Linked DNA regions of Danio rerio: region 1 is linked to region 2. Evidence: chromatin contacts called from public Hi-C data. All regions are on one chromosome and are shown on one strand. The core of a region is the stretch at or near the end of the contact, and the rest is flanking DNA. Distances in the headings are between cores, read along the strand shown.

Region 1 (6,852 bases), core at 3,966-6,465, 59 kb after region 2:
GTGGGTGGCCTACACTGACCAAATTATTGTGACTTGTATTCAACTGACAGTAAATCCACATGATGAGCCTTTCCAGCACATCAACACAGATACACACAATCATATTTTATCATATTTACAAAACACATACTTCTAAAAATGTATGAAACTCATTTTAGATGTTTTTTTTTATTATTATTCAGTTAATAAATACAGTTGTATGCATATTATTATGTTATTAGACATGGTACTGTTGTGTATCTATAGTTCTTTATTCATAAGCCCAAAACACTTTAATAAACAAATAATGTGATCATGACCAGTGCTTTCTTGTTGATGTTAATCTTTTTAAGCAACCACCCCCCACCCCCCAAAAGACTCAAACTTTATTATGTTCTCTTTCTTTTTACAAATTTTCCTATGTAGTGTGTTGCGTGTACATTAATATAAAATAAAATAAATTATGTTAGTTTTGTTTTATTTCCAACAAGTTGTGCATATTATTCTGTGCTCCTGTGTCTCTTTTATTTATTAATTCATTCACTTATTTCCCTTGTTTCCTGTCAGTATCAACAAGCAGCTAAATGTATAAATAATCAAAAACACGCATTAGTAAATAAAATAAAATTGAATAGGTGAACAATGCCATAACACAAAATGCCTGAAATATGCTTGTTTTTCTGAATTTTATCAACTGGTGTTGATGAAAACTAATGCTGACCTGAAGAAGTGCGAAACAAGGAAAAAATTTGAGGCAAGTAATGCAAACATATGTTCTTACTTTTCAAAACCAGTAAAAAAAATAAAAAACTGAAGTCAAACTAAAAAAAAAACCTTTGGAAAAAGCCTCCTCTGTCGACATCAAGTAACAGCCACTTCTCAAAACTTCAATACTGTCAAAACTCACCTCACTAATACCACAATTTCATTTCATTAAATTAAAGTTTACCATTCTATGAAATATTTTTCCAACCCCTTGTTTTATCACATTTTCATGTATACAATATTAAATATATAACTTAAAATAGCTAAAACCTAATTACATATTTATTACATACCAAGCAATTGTGAGGAAGTAGCAAAATACAAATAACTTATTGTATCGTGAATAAAGGTTTGCATTTACAGGTGTTACTTTAACCTGAAGATCAATCGTAGCCATGTACCCAAAGCCAACGATATGTAAACATTTGTACACACCTCTCACCGAAATGCAAACAATTGCCATATAATCTCTACAATGTGTGGTTTCATTTAGGTCCTTAGGGAAAATTAGAGGATTAGTCAGCAAATGTAACCAATGCATGAAAAAGTCTCAGTAAAATCGCAGGTATCAGATAGCATTTGATGTATAACTTGTAAAACTCTTCACCCTAAAATATATTTATATTGTTCTCTTGGTTTTGTAGTTTAATAAACGAAATATTTGTAATATCTTTAATTTTCGATTTATATTCAACGTTTAATTTTACTGATAAAAAATAAACTTTTATTTGTCCGCTGCACTTGCTGCTTTAACATTATTATGATGTTATGAAGAATTAACCTTTGCATAAACAGAATTTTGAGTTAATATTTTATTTGCATTTCTTTAATCATAAATCAAGCAAACTACTGCTACTGTATAGAAGACAGAGCAGGTTCTCGACAAGTCACGCGCGACCCCAGTCACCAGGGAAAACACAAATCATCAAGTCATGCGTCACAGTAAGTTGTGCACCAATAAACAGACCTATCTCTAATAGATTCGTGCACGACAAAGGCTACTTACGTGTACGGAGGTCAGAGAAGGTGAAATACACCACCAAAAATAATAATGCCGCCAAGCCGGCTTTTGAAATAACGCACTTGTTACCCGACTTTCGTCATAATGGGTCATCATCAGCCTAAGTTCAGGAATTATCTACAGCATTAAAATTATTTTCGTTTCCAGTCGAGTACAATGTTTATTAACGGGTTGTTTTTATTTTTATTTAGGCAGTGGTGTATGTCATTTTTTGTTTATCTGTGACTTAAAACGGATACCTTAAAAAACTATGCCAATGTTTATTCCAATATACAGCCTATATATTTATAAATATGTTAGGCTATTTGTCCTTTAACTCTAAAAATCAAGGGCAGATTTAAATCGGCTGCAAATTTGTATTTATTTATTTATTTGTTCATTTATTTTGGTTTTATAAATGCATATATTTTATTATTTATTAAATGTTATTAAATGTATTGTTCATATTTGATTATTCAAATAATCAAAATGATTTTTGTCTATTCTTAGTATCTTAACAATGAGTAAACATTAGAAAAAAAAACAAAAAATGGGTTTCGAATCAAAACTATAGCTCTATACTTTTATAAAGACAGGCATTGTATGTATAGGTGATTTAGCCGTTCATTATTGTGTCAAATACAAGCCTCATCTCCAATTTTAAGCGGTCTTTGTTTTTAGAAAAGTACACATGAGTGTTATAGCAAGTGTGATTTATACTATGCACACCTCTGCGACTTGTGTTTTTTCTTATTATTAAATGCAATTAGTTATCTATTTCGCGCGGAATTTTAATGCATTCAGTTTTTTAATTACTGTGGGTGTCTTGTTTTTCTTCCACCGAACCGCACGCTGACACCACACGTCTGGGTTTAATTCTTACTATTCCCGCTTAACATGACATGTCTGAAAGAATGTAACTCATCTGGTCTTATGGTGCAAGCCGCGGAGCAGCCGCGCACTGCCGCCACCCTGCGCTTTCCAGAGAGGAAAAAACATCTTGCAATAATCAGTCCAATTAGTGGAGGTCGCGGCTGCGCGCTCTCCGGTTAGCTGTGGGAGGTTGTCAAAACAGGGGGCGGCTATTAGACGAAACGCGATCCCCATTCATCAGCATTGTAATAATCACCATGCAGACGAGCAGCGCAGGTCCTACGAAGCTCTGATCAAAATGATCCGTGGAAACAAGCCGTTTACAAACAGTGTCAAGGCGAGACGTACCTTGATTTGGCCTGTCACTGACATACCCCCACAATACAAAAGCATCCAAAATCCTTTTAGTGTTCGTTTCCATTGCTTCGCTGCATTGTTACAGCTTCATTACAGTGTCACAAGTGGAATATAGATAAAATAACTCACACGATCACACAATAAGCTGGCCTCTATGCTATAACGACTATAGATTATGTAAATGTACATAATTTGGGACAAGAACTTTTTATTTACTCTCAGCAACAAGCCGATATTGGTATATTGTGAATCAAAAAGAGCACTGAACAGCAAGTAAAGATATTCAAGCAACAGGTTTAATGTTTTCTCACAGCAAAGTGCAATTGATGCGACATCTAAATAACTATTTGAACCCTTTCCTTGATAAGTGCAAACAGCTCTACTTTTATTTATGTAATGTTCATTATTTATTTTGGATCAAAAACAGACATTTACACTGCGTAAATTCAAGATTTACACAAAAATATTTGGATATTTGTTGGATTTTACGATTATTTTGCTGCTATTTTATTTTATTGACTATTTTGTGTATAGTTATAATAATCTTGTTAAATTATTGAATTTGTGATGTCTTAATCATATCGCAAGATTGTATTGTCAAAATGTCTTAAAACATTAATTATTGATTAATTTATTAATTATTTTAGCATTTGTTCGTCAAAACTTATGGAAGTATTTAAAAAGTATATCTTTGGGCGACTATAATACGCGAAACAATTAATGAGATGGATGGGATGGGTTATTATCCTAACGATACATGCTTTGACGTGTTTTTGGATAGTTTGCTGTACAAGCTCTGAAGTTTCTTCACAAACAAGCCACATCACAGGCCTTCGCGGCACCACAGCAGTATACGGACATCTACAAAGCGCAACGACACACCAGACCTTATACTAAGCAATTTTCTCTCTCCCTTACATCGAGGCTGACATGCCTCAACAGCGTCAGCAGTTTTATTTCGTGTAAGATGTGATTTTGCTGAACTTTCTTGTGGCCTCAAGTATCATTCAGTTGTAAAAGGAGTCTACCTGGTGAAAATAACTTTGTTTCTAAGCCACTGTACACGTTGAGTTAAAGTTCATTCTAGAGACTGTGACTGATGATCTGCCAATAATGACGTGCTTAATGGCAGGTCATCATTCAAATATGCGCCTTTCTGAACTGTCGCTTACAAACACCTACAGTTTTACTTAATTGACTTGCAAGACAACAAATCAACCGAAGTAGCACATGTATGCGCAAACATAGATTTAGTGTCTAAACAGCATTTTCAATAATTTTCAATGAGTTGTCTTACCTGCTCAAACGTCCCTCGCAGTGTTTTCAGTGCCTTTGTGGTGTAATACTCAATCGCTGTTCAATCTAGCGTGTATCCTTGAAAACCGCTATATACTACCTAAAAACGCCCTCCAACCCCGTTCTACTCCAGTCCATAATGTCTGGCTTCCACGCGCGTGCACTTTGAGAAACATACCCCCTTGTTTGTCTTCAACAACTGTTAAATAATGCATAACACGGGACAACTGGTCCGATTAAACAGCCACTGAATTGAAAACAAATGTAAACAGGACAAAAAAGACTGAAAGTTTTTGCTTATAAAAATGTTTGTGTAAATCGTGACTTTCTTTAAATGAATTTCATTATGGTAATTCATAAGTGCTGCTTATTAATTAGTGAGACATAGTTTATGGATTCTGGGGGTTTTCCGAACTTTGAAACATAGTTTTGGTGTGATCGACAAGTTACAGAGAGAAAAGGTGTGCATATCCAGGGTGGATTGTCTGCTTATGGTCACTCAAACATTTGGTTTGGAGAGCGCCTGGTGCGCAGTCTTGCTCCGGTGCTCTCAGCTCAACTTCTGCTACCTCACAACCTCACAGATCAGCGCTCTTTGGTTGCTAGAAGTGTCTGTCAAACCCCGGGTAAAAAAATGTAATATACATGGAAAGTCGAGGCTATATTTCGATGTCGGTGGGCGGGCTCTAAATGAAGGGAATAATCAGTCAGCCAGCCCAAGGAGCCACCTCAAAGCATATCAGGTTACCTTGAATGACAGCGTAACCATGGCAAATAATTTGACTAAAACTATTGTCTTATCCTCATCATCCCCGGGTCAGATAACCAACCAATCACCGTTCACATAATCGCTTTTCTTGCCAGCTTAGAATAATATTATTAAAACAAGAGAGCGAGGTCCTTCTTCGGGAGTGCGTTATGCTGAAACGACATAGAAGAGGTGGCGAGAGACTCGCGCAGGAGGAACAACTTTCTCTCGTCTGCTATAGATGGATATACGGTGTGCATTATGCTTGTTTGAACGGATCTAAAGTTTTGTGCCTCTCTTCACCCGGTGGGATTTGATTCCATCTACTCAAGAAGTCTTTCTAAATGTTTGCCTCCCAAGGGTTACTTTAAATCTCTTTAAGGACAGTCCAAGTCATCGCTTAGATAGACATACAAGTACAAAGAGGGACGTTTATTTTTGAGACAAACCATGTCTATGCTTCCAACATTCGGCTTTACGCAAGAGCAAGTGGCGTGCGTCTGCGAGGTTCTTCAGCAGGGTGGAAACATTGAACGTCTCGGCCGCTTTTTGTGGTCTCTACCGGCTTGCGAACATCTCCACAAGAACGAGAGTGTGCTCAAAGCGAAGGCTGTGGTCGCATTTCATAGGGGGAATTTCAGAGAGCTTTATAAGATTCTCGAAAGCCACCAGTTCTCCCCGCACAACCATCCGAAGTTGCAGCAGCTGTGGCTCAAAGCGCATTATATCGAGGCTGAGAAGCTCCGGGGCCGCCCTCTTGGGGCTGTTGGGAAGTACCGCGTCCGAAGAAAGTTTCCGCTACCCCGCTCCATTTGGGACGGCGAGGAGACAAGTTACTGCTTTAAAGAAAAGAGCAGGAGCGTGCTGCGGGAATGGTATACCCATAACCCCTACCCTTCCCCGCGGGAGAAAAGGGAACTAGCTGAGGCAACTGGGCTAACAACGACACAAGTCAGTAACTGGTTTAAAAACAGACGACAACGCGACCGAGCAGCGGAGGCGAAGGAGAGGTACGGAATTTTAGTTTGTTGCTTTATTAGTGTTTAATATTATTAAGTGTCTAAAAGTAATTGGAACGCATTATATGCATATATTCGTGCCGTGCAATGTGACATCAAGTCAGTGGTGAGTGTGTAAAAAGTCCTAAAGTTCCCACAGATGGATGAGCACAGTCGGTACAAATGTCATCCGTTCTCTGTAATTGTTGATCGTTATTTTTGTAATAAATAGTTCTCCATGTCATTTGTAATATGCAATAAAAAGTAGGCTGCTGTTTGAGAAAAGCAGGCCCATGCTTACGGGAAAAGTCTTAAAGCCCGTGGTGTGTATTTTGGTGTAATCCAGTTTGAGGGAAAAATAATCCGCTTTTAATTAATGGTAATGTTCTTCGAATTGTAAAAAAGTATCTGAACATATTCTTGTTATGAATGTGTGCAGTTGCAAAGGCTACTCCTTAAACGTGTCTTGTTTCACCCGCAGGCGAGCTAGTCAAGTTGAAACCACAATGTAAACCATTAAACTAGCTCATACGTTTCCCGATACTTTATCCTTAATTAATACTTTATGAATGAACCTTTAATTGACACCTTGTGATTTAGAATTTAGATAAATCAGTTTGTGACGATGTTTTAACCGACATGATTTATTCCAAACCATATAAATAATTATGGCGTAGACGCAAGAAAAGTAAACTTTATCAGTTAATTTGTTTGTCTTTTATGTAAATTTAATACCGCCAAGAATTAGGATGTGTAATAAGACTAATGTCTGATGCAGAGAAAAAAAGGTGCACACTGTTATTATTGTTACATATATTTTTATGGAAATATTCTAA
Region 2 (7,352 bases), core at 1,811-4,310:
ATCAATCAATGATGGCGAGAATGACGATTTCTTCTACTACCTGTTTTACAGTGGTCGACATTAAACTTTTTGGTGCATTACTGCCACCTCTCCCACCGGTCGGTGACTTTGCCAACCAATTAGGCTAAGATGAGAAATTTGCTTGATGATATATTTTACAGTATTCTAAGAAAGCTTTTTGATAGCATGTTTACTCCAAGTTCAACATTGGATTAAGGCCGTTAACCCTTTTAAATGTAATTTTCTCACATCTTAAATGCATAATTATTTATCTTAAATTCTATTTATTTTCACGATGGCTCATAAAATTGTAATATCCATGCGTTTTGTCTTTTCCCACTTTTAAAAGGACAGGCAAATCACGCTACAGTCACTTCTAGATTCCAGAGTTTTAATTTTGTGCAAAAGCAAATATTCATTTTAAATTAAAGATAATTTAAAGGGCACCTATAATGAATAATAATAATATAATCATCTTTTGTAAGCTGTTTGAACAGAACTGTGTGTAGGTATAGTATGTCTACAGTCCAATTGGAGTGTTATAAACACAATAAGTCTATTTTTTACATTTTCTGAAGCTAAAATAGGAATTTAAATAATTCAATAACATTACAATTTCACAAAACGCTTTAAGGGCCCTATCATACACGCGGCGCAGTGTGGTGCAAGGCGCGGCGCAATAGTGTTTTGCTAGTTTCAGCTTGGCGCAAGAGTCGATTTGAGGTGTTGCGCTATGCTGTTTAAATAGCAAATGGATTAGCGCTCAGATGTGCGCCCATAGGCGTTCTGGTCTAAAAAGGAAGGCGTTCTGAGGCGTACTGCTGGCCCGTTGCTATTTTGAGAAACTATAATATATTTTTCATTAGACCAAAACAAACCCGGCCTAAACTCCAGCACAGAGTTGCGCCTCGCTTACACAATGCTTAATACGCACAAAAGAGCAATAGGCAAATATCTTCACATATATAAAAATTAAATATTAAGGATATATATAGGATATAATATGAATAGATATAGGATATAAATAAAAAGGATTAAAATATAATAAAACATATTACTTTCTAGCCTACATAAATATGAAAAACCACTGCTTTTATGTCTTCTTCATCTCGGGAGGCTTTTTCAGTTCATTCATAACAATTTGCTTTTGTATAATGTTATTATTATTAGCAGTATTATTTATTATATCCACATTTATATTTGTTTTATTAAAAACAAGCTTAGATTCCCCTGCCTGTCAGGTTTTAGACCATATGGGGCACAGCATGTGTTTTAGGATATAACTCAGGTTTTTGGGTACACTTCGCTAATATTGTTTACTTATTCGTTTGCTGGAAATTAGAACTGAATTTAGAAATTGTTTTGAAACAAATATTTGCGCTTAACAAACACAATTAATTATTTATATATTAATTGATGTCTGTGCATAAAGGTTTCCCTATCCACGAGAGCATAAGTGAAAGTAGATCGATTACCTCTCATTCTCACGCAGTAGATGCTCTGTTTAACAGTTTTCTGTTAAAAAAAACTGTTAACTGTTTGCTAGTGAAATGCTAATTTTTTCCACTTAGACTTACTTTACGTCCTGTAAATAGCAAATGCGCTCATGACGCGACGCAGCTGGCTCTTAAAGGGAATGGGAGATGAGACTCTAATTGGTTTATTCTGAAAACACACCTATAACTCATTAGGAAAATAAACTCAACCCTTTTAGACCATGCACCGCGGCGCAAAGCGGATTTTCCCGTCCTTAAATTTGCAAAAATGCGTTCTGACACGCCCTGAAATCGTTTGCGCCCTGCGTTTTGCGCTCTGCGCATGGACTGTGAAAATAGAGCTCAAAATGTGCTTGACATGCTCAAGCAGGCCTTAAAAGCACATTCAAATAATAAACTTTCACTCTATTATAGATAAACTTAGCAATTTTCCCACAAATCACACGTTCTGTACTGTTGTGCCTGATTGTCTACTAATCCTGACTGGACATTTTAGTTCCTGCTATGTTACTATCGTAGATGCACACATTGCAATATCAATGAAAAACGATATATTGTGTCAGACTTTAGTTTTAATTAATCCTGAACATTATAAACATTCAGTTCATGTGACAGAGGCTCTTGGGAGCATGTGCAAACTTCACATCTCTTTGATTTTCCCAGCAAAAAACATCTTTAAAGAGTTCTTCAAATATAAGTCTGGCTTTCATAGACGTTAAGAAAGGTCTTTTTTTTCTTGTTACGAGCTGTTCACACATTGGCAATAAAAAAAGCTAATTATACTTGAATATTCTACATACAACCTCTTTAACCTCATTTATCATGCATTAAGCATCTTCCCAAACTGTATAAAGTGTTGGGGTGTTCACACACAGCAAAACCGTCTCCAATATGTGTCGCTAAACCACAGACAGGCATTACAGGATCATATTTACTGGATGATTTTTAGCTGACAGATCTGTCATTAAGGCAAATATCAAGAGAGCTGCAATTATAGTGCGTGGATTCCTTTTACACTGACATACATCATCCTCATCTTCTTTTTTACACTTTTGAACACACATACACACACACACACACACACACACACACAGTCTGAGTGACAGTAGATCAGCTCGCCTGGCCTCGTGAAGGTCATAACCCACACCATCTGGATCTGATCTCGCTCCGCACAAAAAGGTGCTGGGTTTGCGAGGTAAAGCTGCTTTAGCAGTGGGAACCTGCTATGCGGCCGCTCTCATATTCGACTGTTGACGCTGGGCATCTGAATGCATATTCATACTTCAGTGCTGCTGAAAGACAAGTGTAATGTTTGGAACTAAAGTATGGAAAATTCATAAGTTGGCAGCTTTTTTTTTGTCATGATCTAGCCATCCAATGTAAATGCAAAATACATTATATTCTTCCATGTGAAGGGGGAAAGAAAACAATGACGGAATTTTCGGTGTAAAAGCAAATGTTAACCTGCGTCTGTCAGGAAGCTGTTTAAGTCCATGCTTGGCTTGAGAGAGCTCCAGTCATTCACTCCAGCTGTCAATTACTGTCCTTATCGGCTTACAACTGGAGGAGGTGAGCGAGTGACAAACCTCTCTTTGAGGATTTAGGTTACACAATATGGTAACAACAAACTGTCACTGGGCTTTAGAGGCTGCATTGAAGAACCTGGGGAATTCCCACCCTGGGTCAATGCATATAGTGTCTGATTCCAGAAGGTTTGGGTGGGATTATCTCTTTGTAATGAACTTAAACATCAAAAACTGTTAGTTGACTGCTGTTGTCGAGCTGTAATTGATTACATTGCATAAGTGTAATTTGGTGGTGCAGCAAATGTTTTTTGTCCCCAAACACCAATACAAAGATAAAGTGTTGCCAATCTGTTGTTCTTCGTCATTTAATAAAGTAATGTGAAGACATTTACAGAAAACGTTGAAGTCTGATTTTGACATAATATTAGTACAATTTAGGTTTAAACATAGTAGTGACAATTTTATTTTACTTTAAAAAAAGTTTATTTATTCATGTAATGTTGAGATTCCCAAACATTAATGTCAGCTGAACCCATTTAACCTAAATAATTTTAAGTTATATTTCAATATATATATTTTTTAATTTTTTTATATTTATATTTTTTTATTTGTTGTATTTAACTGTCTATTTAACTACTGGTATGTAATTTGTTATTGACAAAGACTTTCAGCCATGGCTTAACAGTAAAATAGAGTAAATAACAGTTAGAATAGTTCATAATAACTAAATATAAATTAATGTATAAATTATTTGTTTCACCGTTTGATTGTGTACAGTTTTAACTTTTCATTAAGCCTTGAACCTGGTTTCAGAAAGCTTTATTTTTAATGCTGCTGATATATAGATCAATATGTTACAAAATTAGTCCTGTACATATTTATGCACTATAAAACCCAACAGTCAACTTTATCAAATAAAATGAATGTAGTTAACTCAAAATTGACCTAAAGTTAATTCTACTCATTTGAAAAAGAGTTTTGATCTCAGTATTGAAGGTAATGAGTTAATGAAATACCTCCTTCAACATAAATGGAGTAAGTTCACAGTACTCTTATCGATTAGGATTTTAACTCTAATGGTTTGTAGCAATCGGTTTCCTCAAACAGTTTGAGTTGCTTTAACTTATTGGGTTTTACAGTACTCAGTTGGTTTGAGTTCTCTTCATTTGTTGGATTTTACTGTGCTCAAATTGCTTCGTGTACTCAAATAAATTAAGTTCACAGTACTCATAAGGGTTAGTTTTTGAACTTAAATGGTTTGTTGCAATCGGTTTCTTCAAATGGTTTGTGTTACCTTAACTTTTTGGGTTTTGCAATGTACATGATTAACCAGTTAAGGCAAACATCAAACCAATAATAATAATAATAATAATAATAATAATAATAATAATAATAAAAACATGTTATAATAATAATAATAATAAAAATAATAATAAAATATGTTATAATAATAATAATAATAAAACATGTTATAATAATAATAATGATAATAATAATGATAATAATAATGATAATAATAATGATAATAATAATAATAATAATAATAATAATAATAATAATAATAATAAAACATGTTATAATAAAAAAAATAATGCTAATAATGATAATGATAATAATAATAATAATAATAATAATAATAATAACAATAATAAAACATGTTATAATATTAATAATGATAATAATAATGATAACAATAATGATAATAATAATAATAATAAAACATGTTATAATAAAAAAATAATAATGCTAATAATGATAATGATAATAATAATAATAATAATAATAATAATAATAACAATAATAAAACATGTTATAATATTAATAATGATAATAATAATGATAACAATAATGATAATAATAATAATAATAAAACATGTTATAATAAAAAATAATAATGCTAATAATAATGCTAATAATAATAATAATATTAATAATAATACTAATAAAACATGTTGTTATAATAATAATAATAATAATAAAACATGTTTTAATAATAATAATAATAATAATAATGCTAATAATAATAATGCTAATATAATAATAATACATGTTGTTATAATAATAATAAAACATGTTATAATAATAATAATAATAATAATAGTAATAAAACATGTTATTATGTTGTTTATAATGGATCAGTTTGTGCTTTGTCATGTTATAATTAGTGAGGGATTTCTAAGGAATCAGTATTCTGAATGTTGAGATTATTGGCCCTGAAGTTTGATGAAATATGTTCTGGATGTACTTTTATTCTCTTGTTTACTGTCATTTCAATATTTCTTTCTAGATGATTAGCGAACAGCACTTGCAGTAAATCAGTGGCACTTTAAATGCTGATTCTGACAGATACGTCTGGCACCCAGTGAAATATGAAGTTGGGTCTCAGTAGCCCATGTCCTTCTGAGGAGTCTTGTGGTGCCCTTGTCACAACGGCACTGACAAATGATCAGGCTCAAATAACAGCGCACTGCCGCTGTCAGTTCCACAGAGACATGTAAACAATATTTTGATGAAACTAAATTAAGCATGTAAACGCTTCTTTCCTGAACCACAGCAGAGCAACACACTAGTGCAATACTCTACCTGCTTCTGCTCTTGCTGAAATTTCAAGTGTCTTTTGTTTGGTTTATAACGTAAACTACTTAGCCAGAGAGTAGCTGAAGTATTAGTGCACAACACATTTGTAACACATGTAAATGGTAAAAGTGTGTCATAAAAATCTGATCATGCATTTAAATATGAATATTTTTTCCCCCACATGTTTCTATATTAGATATCACAGTGATTTTGTTTTGTAATGTAGTGATGGCTTTAGGAATAGAATTTTACATTGATGCTTAACAACAGCTGCTAAGCAAAATCTTCAAAAGAAAATCCTAAACAATTGCATCTTATTCAAATCTTAAATTTTGATCCACACTTAAATAGAAAATTTTTTACTTTTTTTTTATTTGCTAAAAAAATACATTTTGAGAAATGTTCAGAGCTAATAATCAGCATTGGACAGAATTAAATTTTATAGTATGGACAAAAATGGTTTTAGGAAGGGCATAGACTATTTATTAGAACAATTATTTTATTTATTTATTTTATTGTTTATTTAACAGGGACAATACATTTGACATTGTTATACAAAGACAATCAATGTCGCGTACATAAAGCATATAGTATACAGCTAATTTGCAGCCTTCGTCCCTGGTTAGGCTTTACATATAGAAATCAAAAAATAAACAAACAAGAAAAAAACACCATACAACAAACATGTACAGTATATACAGAGCCACAAACATAACATGTAAGTCAATCTGCATACTAAAGAGAAATGTAAATCTGACCATGTAAACCTGTATCAACTCACAGACTACTTTAGAAAAAAAAATCTAATCTTAACAAGTTATATTTTTTAAGAATTTGACAATGATGCCATTTTATTGGTTTCTGATCCATTACTTTTAAAGTTTTTGTAAAGTGACATTACAGGCTTAACAACTAACTGAGTAGCTTGACCCCAGATTATTGCACAATAAGACATACGTGATAATATCATAGCATGCACAAACATTTGCGCTGCTTTGAGAGATATATAAGGTCTTATCATTCAAAAGCAGTTTAAATTTGTCTTAATAGTCTCAGATATTTTTTAACATGCGCAGCAAACCTAGGCTTTGAGTCTATAATGACACCTTAAGTAGGTATTCAAATTCACTCACTTCCTTTATTTTCTTGTGGTCAGTTTTTTTTTTTTTACGAAAAACACATTGAAACTGTTTTATTGTAACTTAGAGTTAAATAGTTGTCCTGCAGCCACTGAGAAATACAGACAAGTTGCTTGGCTAACACTTCTGCAGCCAAAAGCAATGGTAATGAGCCTTGTGGTACACATTCAAACATTGAATCGTATTAAAATTATACTATTAGGTTAGAAACTTCTGTTCAATATTTTAATCTTTATAAAACACCCATTTTATAGAACAGCCAGAAGTAGAACATTAAGAAGCATTGCTGTCATAAAAAAACATTTCTTATAATCAAAATGTATAACTTAGTTTAGTATAATTATGGTGTTTTCCTGAACAAAAATAAACCAAAGTAAATTAAAGTAATTTTCACTAAGAATCATATGAAGTTTGTTATGTTACAAAACACTTTTTTAATATTCTGTAGTTTCCCCCTTAAATAAATGGCATTTATTCTAACTAAACCTTGACTTTTTTTTTTTACTGTATTTTTAAAATATTTATTTTGGCAAATACATCTTCCAGAATTCTTTATTAACATAATAATACTGTCTTAAATAGCATTTTCTAATTTATTACAGACCAAACATCAC

What was found. Hi-C and Micro-C count contacts between places; a contact is called where the count stands out from the background.
Region 1: a Hi-C map of embryo shows a contact between it and region 2, with 1.9 times the contacts expected there. The contact joins the promoter of six2a here to the enhancer-like site in region 2. A contact is called at or near these places in 2 of 18 Hi-C or Micro-C datasets (embryo and gastrula embryo).

Annotation. Positions count from the first base shown.
Region 1 is chr13:10,658,401-10,665,252 of GRCz12tu, forward strand. six2a (SIX homeobox 2a) reads left to right here and starts at 5,216. Exons shown (of 2, transcript NM_131783.2): 1 at 5,216-6,028. The coding sequence starts at 5,469. It overlaps LOC103911981 (a long non-coding RNA gene), which reads right to left and starts at 4,415. Exons shown (of 3, transcript XR_663166.5): 1 at 4,272-4,415.
Region 2 is chr13:10,601,136-10,608,487 of GRCz12tu, forward strand. All of the region lies in intron 1 of LOC103911981 (a long non-coding RNA gene), which reads right to left. The region is part of intron 2 of LOC141377137 (a long non-coding RNA gene); the gene reads left to right. Among named protein-coding and RNA genes, the nearest start is that of six2a, 59 kb to the right of the region's middle. Within about 2 kb of position 3,061, at least 5 of the 62 cell types and tissues checked have an H3K27ac peak or open chromatin away from gene starts, as enhancers often do.